Linked DNA regions of Capra hircus: region 1 is linked to region 2. A link is a contact called in public Hi-C data. All regions are on one chromosome and are shown on one strand. Each heading gives the region's core, a stretch centred on a gene start, on an enhancer-like site or on the middle of the called end of the contact. The rest is flanking DNA. Distances are from core to core; before and after follow the strand shown. Region 1 holds the start of CD63 (CD63 antigen). Region 2 overlaps SARNP (SAP domain-containing ribonucleoprotein).

The links. Hi-C and Micro-C count contacts between places; a contact is called where the count stands out from the background.
Region 1: a contact with region 2 is called in a Hi-C map of blood, with 1.9 times the contacts expected there. The contact joins the promoter of CD63 here to the enhancer-like site in region 2. A contact is called at or near these places in 3 of 5 Hi-C or Micro-C datasets (blood and liver).

The regions. Positions count from the first base shown.
Region 1 is chr5:56,890,260-56,893,098 of ARS1.2, reverse strand. CD63 (CD63 antigen) reads right to left here and starts at 1,280. Exons shown (of 7, transcript XM_018048120.1): 1 at 1,152-1,280; 2 at 1-9.
Region 2 is chr5:56,821,988-56,825,046 of ARS1.2, reverse strand. It overlaps SARNP (SAP domain-containing ribonucleoprotein), which reads right to left. Exons shown (of 12, transcript XM_018048118.1): 3 at 335-478. Among named protein-coding and RNA genes, the nearest start is that of SARNP, 8.1 kb to the right of the region's middle. Within about 2 kb of position 1,791, at least 1 of the 5 cell types and tissues checked has an H3K27ac peak or open chromatin away from gene starts, as enhancers often do.

The DNA.
Region 1 (2,839 bases), core at 31-2,530, 69 kb before region 2:
CTGCCTGGCCTGGGACAGAGGGGCGCGCAGAGGGATCAGAACCGGTCGAGGCGGGATCTCGCTTTCCGAGCTCCCCGCCGGCCCTCGAAACCTCCCCTGCGCCGCCCCCATTCCCGGCCCCTCCCACCCGGAAACCCGCGGTCAGATCCACGTCTTCCAGCCCCCTCTTCCACCCGCAGGAGAAGGGTGGGGGCGCCCGCAGCCCAGCCCGGACCCCGCCCCGCCGCCTCCCGGGGGCCCGGGACCCACCCGAGGGCGCCGGCAGCGGCCAGGACCGAACGCCCACCCTCGACCCTCCAGCCCCCAGGTGTTAAACACCCCTCTCCACTCAACCAGTCACGGAAAACTCTCCTCAGCCCCAGCCCGACCCCCGGGTCCTTTTCCCTGGGTTCTGATCACCGAAGAACAGAAATGCGGCGGGCGCCGCCGCACCCCAGCCCGTCCCCGGCCTCCGAAACTTCACCAAGTTGCAAAGTTGGGAGCGGCGGGGAGCGCGGCGGATCTGCGGAGGCCTGGGGCGAGCCCCCGAGGTGGGGGCGACCGGTGACCCCCTCCCCACTCCCCGCCGCAGCCTCGCCTCACCTGGGCTCCCGGAGGCTGTGTGCTGCTCTCCCGCCGCCGCTCAGGGGCTCTCTAGCTGCGCCCCCCGGCTCCGGCCCCGCCCGGCGCGCGGCCCCGCCCCGGCTCCAGCCACAGCCCCCTCCCCCGCCGAGTGGCCTCCAGCCTCCCTCATGTGACGCGGGAACAGCTGCGGCCTGAGTCACTGGGCTCACATGGGCAAGGCCAAGCCCCCCGCCCGGTCGAGGCCACGTGGCCCCCGCCCGGAAGACAGCGCCCACCCCCACCAAGCGAGGGCACCCAGGGCAGGACCTCGGGGTGCCTGAGGCCCTTCTGGCGCCCCCAGAAAGGGGCCACCTCGGGGTAGGAGAGCGGGACCCGGCGCCGCCTGGATCTCTCTGGCTCAGGGAAAGGGAGGAGACATGTGAAAGCCAAAGGAAGGAGAAGCCGCCCGGAGTTACTCTCTGAGCGCCAGGTCGGGCTGCAGAGCTGAGGCGAGATGACCAGATGGTCTTCAGAAGGGCTCCTCATCCTCCACCCAGAGCCCACCCTCCTCCTCTCGCTCCAACTCCTTTACAGCCCCCGACCCCTACCCCGGAGTCAACAGAGGAAGCTGCTGGCTCTCTGGGATGTGGTGGGGCCAGAATAAACTTTAAGGCAGGCTCCAGCCTCACAGCCTCCAGCGTTCTGGAGTGGGTGTTCCTGTCCCCCTCCTCCGTTTTCTGGGGCTCCAGAGTAATGAGCCGAGAAGTGGAAGAAGCCCTTCCCAGCACCATGTCACCCAGCCAATCAGGACACGTCAGAGTCAGGCTCCTCCCTCTGTTGTAGGAGGGTGGCCGAGGTGGCCTCCCACCCCTCCGGGATCTCCCTGTTGCGATGGAGGTTTGGGGGCGACCCTCACGCGGGCATGGCATATATACCCTGGATTGCCCCATCCCATCCTGTTGGACAGCCCAGAGGGTAAGGCCAAGAGAGGACTGAAAGGTGAGGGGGTGGTCTCAAGCTGCCTCCCTCCCTGTTAGCCATGGTGGTCCCCAGGAGCTATGTGAACAGTTCAAGAACGTAACCAGCCACTACAACCTGCCCGCCCCGCCTGGGCCCCCGTCCCTTAGATTCTTCTCATCCAGCCTGAAGAACCATTTCCTGAGCCTCAGTATACGTCAAGGAAGGAAAGAAACTAAGAGCAAAAGGAAGGCGATCTGGGCTGGGCTGAGAACCAGCTTCCAGGATCACAATCTTCCAGTAAGACACACCAAGGCCCTTCTGGACCTTGCGGGCCTGTGTGCATGCTAAGTTGCTTCAGTCCTGTCCAACCCTGTGCAACCCCATAGACTGCAGCCCACTAGGCTCCTCTGTCCATGGCACTCTTCAAGCAAGAACACTGGAGTGGATCGTCATGTCCTTCTGCACTTCTGGACTTTGCTTCCCACTTATCACCGCAGGTGGGCTGTGCAGGAGGAGCCAAGATGCTGAAGAAAGGAGTATTCATCTGTTATCTGCCAGCCACGTGCTGGGCACAGGGCCAGTGCGGCAAGAGAACTGGTGGCCCCGCCCTGTGCCAGCAGGCAGAAGCAAGCCCACACTGTGAAGAGGCAGAGACCCCTGGTGACAGCTGGACGAGCTCAGAGGGAGGGACAGGTGGCGCCTCTGCCCCAGAGAAAAACAAAACAGAATGAATTTCACCGAGGTGGTTGGTGCTCTCTGAGGTGTATGTGTTAGTCACTCAGTCGTATCTGACTCTTTGTGACCCTATAGACTGTAGCCCACCAGGCTCCTCTGTCCATGGGATTCTCCAGGCAAGAATACTGGAGTGGGTTGCCATGCCTTCCTCCAGGGGATCTTCCTGACACAGGGATCGAGCCTGCGCCTCTTTTCTCTCCTGCACTGGCAGTCGAGTTCTTTACCACAAGTGCCACTTGGGAAGCCCCACTCTCTGAGGTGACCTTAAACAATAAAAGGGCAGTCGCTCAGTTCCAGGGACAAGGAAAGGGCCAAGTGTAAAAAGGATTAGTTTTTAAAGTCCATGGCAGGAAACTTCCTGGTGGTCCAGTGGTTAAGAATCTGCCTTGAGGTGCAGGAGACACTGGTTCGATCTCTGGTCCAGGAAGGTCCCACATGTCACGGGGCAGCTAAGCCTGTGGAGCACAGCTACTGAAGCCTGCACTCCCTACAGCCTATGTTCCGCAACAAGAGAAGGAAGCCACTGCGATGCGAAGCCCACACACCACAAGTGGAGAAAGCCCACATGCAGCAATGAAGACCCAGCGCAGCCAAACACAAA
Region 2 (3,059 bases), core at 542-3,041:
ACTCAGCCATGAAAACAGCGGCTGTCCAAAGTTACCTAGTAAATTTCTGGCACAGGAGGAATTCGACTTCGAATCATCCAATTCTCAGTCTAATGATACTTGCTTTACCATACTTCCTTTAAAATAATTAGCTGAAATAAAATTATAACGTCTTTTAAGTGGGAAAGGGGTATTTCATTATAACTACTGTTTTAGATAACAAGAGTTTTCTTGAGAGTTAATTAAAATCTTACATCATCAAAAACCCAAAGGAAAAAAAGAAATCTTCTGTATGGCAGAGCCTAAAAATTAATCTCCTCACTCACATCACACTTTGGCTCCACAGGGAACTCACCATGCTCTTCAAGATACGCCTGGAGCCTGTTGATGAGATCTTGTTTTATTCCCTTGGTCTCCAAACCACGAGCAAGACACTCCTGCTTTAGTTCAGCAAGCTGAGAAAAAAGAATAAAGCTTTTCCTTAATTTACAGAATGAACCTGGTGGGGGGAAAAAAAAAAGTAGCTCTTACAAGAAAGAAAAAGAAAGTTCACCCCATAACTACTGCTCTTAATCCCACCAAGCTTTTAGGTCCACAAGATGATTCACTTTCCCTCAACAACACTCAATATGCAAGAGGACTTTTCTAACAGATGGTGAAGAATAAGCCTGCTTTAATAAAATTGTTATCTATTCATGTATCTATTTATTATATAAATCTTTAGCTGTATCTGAGCGGAGGGTATTTTTTTTCCCCAACTACTGTACTAGTTCATACAAGGAAAGAATGAATCGTTAAGTAGAATATATAATTATCTAAAAGCAGATTCTCCTTACTATTATCCCAGATTCTTTACTTCAATCTACTATATACATGCATACAAGCCTGATCACCACAGGATTAGGTAGATATGTTAGCTAGTTTAATGTCAACAATGAATCACTTAAAGGATCTTTGCCAAAATGGAAAAAAATATGTAATGGCATGCCACAGAGCTCTGCTGAAGATTTTTAAATAAGTAATTTGACTAAAGATCTAATAGGCATGCTTACAACTTTGCAGACACCAGGAGAAGAAGAACTGGTAAATTACTGACAGAACTAAAGCTGGGGATGTCAGGGGGTGTTGCTGGCTCTTCAGGGAAAACAATGATCCAAAATGAAGACTCAATTTAGAAGAAATAAGGTATACCTATAAAGTACTACACTTATATTCAAAACTTTATTAAATTTATTATATTCAAAACATCATTAAAAAAAAACAACAACAGATGAACAAGATCTGGCCCAACAGTAACTCAAAGGATAAGACCTCAGTCAGTGTTTTAGAAAGATTATAAGTGCAAAAAGGGATAACTACCTTTTGTACTTTGGTAGTTTGCTACCAAAGTAATTCTAGGTTAAAGGTAACTTCAAAAATAGAATCTATATTAAATAATGTAATAGCCTTACTGGGCTCTTTATTCTCATTTTAAGGCACATAATGACATGCTGATCCAAGGAGAACAACAAAGAAAAAGGAAGGTTTTAAAAATCCTATATGCAGATCAGTGCACAAACAGATATGTGTCCTGGAAAAGACTTTACTAGTTTTGAAGTACAGATCTAAGACCAACCAGTAGAAATTAGAAAGCAGATTCCTATAAAAGAAAGAATGTTGTAACTAAGGAACTATGCTGGTCATCTCTAAAAGGCTTTCAACCAAGGAAGCATTTGGAAATGGAGAGGGAAGCTTTTTTTCTGATTGGGTATTCAGTGAGTAGGACAGGTAGGCAGGGAGGGATACAACATGGAAAACTGTTCTGCTCAAGCCAACAGCTCCCTCTACTGAGAAACACAGTAGGTAATCACCCATTAAAAGCATGGAGCATAACAAAGCATAACAAGGCATCTGAAGTCAGACTACACGGGGTTCAAACTCCAGCTTTACCACTTATGTCTGTGTAGCCTAGGTGAGTAACGTAACCACTCTGTGCCTCAGTTTCCTATGAAATGGGGATAATGTAACAGTACCTGCAGCATAGGGTTGTTACAAAGATTAAACCAGTAAATATCTGTAAAGCATTTACAATAGTGCTTAGCAGCTAGTTAGTGTTAGAAACTGGTTGAAGAGTTAGACAAGATTAGACAGAATCACTGTTTCTCTGATTTCTGAATTTCACAGATCATATATTTTTAAATAGGTAGAGAGACAGGGCTGCCAACTTTTTATAGCATTCCAGGTTGTGGACCAACACTTTTGTAAACAAATCAATTACGAGAAAATCAGTCATACATTTGGAATGTAGCAGTGATGTCAAACTGCTATAAAAGTTTCTAAAAGCTTACTTTCTTTTTTTAAATTTATCTCATCATTAACCAGTAACAGTTCATGGATGAGCACTGACCTACAAACAATACAGTGAATAGGACTAATCTAGAATCTAGATTCTAAGTGATCTCTAAGGTCCATTTCTTAAGATTCTAGATCTTTCCCATGGTGGCACTTTATTTTTTTTCAGTTACTGTGTGTGTATTTAAAGGGTACTGGGTGTTTGTTTATAACACAATACAATTTCTTTACTTTCTGTAACTCCTAATCTTCCTTTTTTCTTCTCCTCCTCTAAGTAACATTAAGGGAAAAGGAATGTAAATATTCAGGCAATTCAAATTTCAACTTTCTAACAGAGCTGTTCCTCCCTTCTCCTTCCTTCCCCAAATTGTGTGTAGATACAGACGGAAGTTTACAAAATCTTTCAGGTAACAGGGAAAGATAGTCAGTGATAGATTCTGCACAGGATGCTGATCTAGCACACCTGAAGCAGACAGACTGGTACAACTGGTTGTTTAGCATGGACAGCATCCACCACTGCTAACCACTGACCTTGCTACTGCTGTTGAAATCTCAGCCCCCAACTGGCTCTCATTCCCTAACCTCAGGTCTTTGGCTCATTCAGCAGTCTTCTCAGCACCTCCATGTCCCCTTCTCTAGTCAAATGAGAATGTTACATACATTTTTACACACTGTTGCATCACTTTATTATTATATTGTGGGTTCCCCTCCAAAAGGGAAATTGCTGAGTGAAAACAGAATAGCTGAAA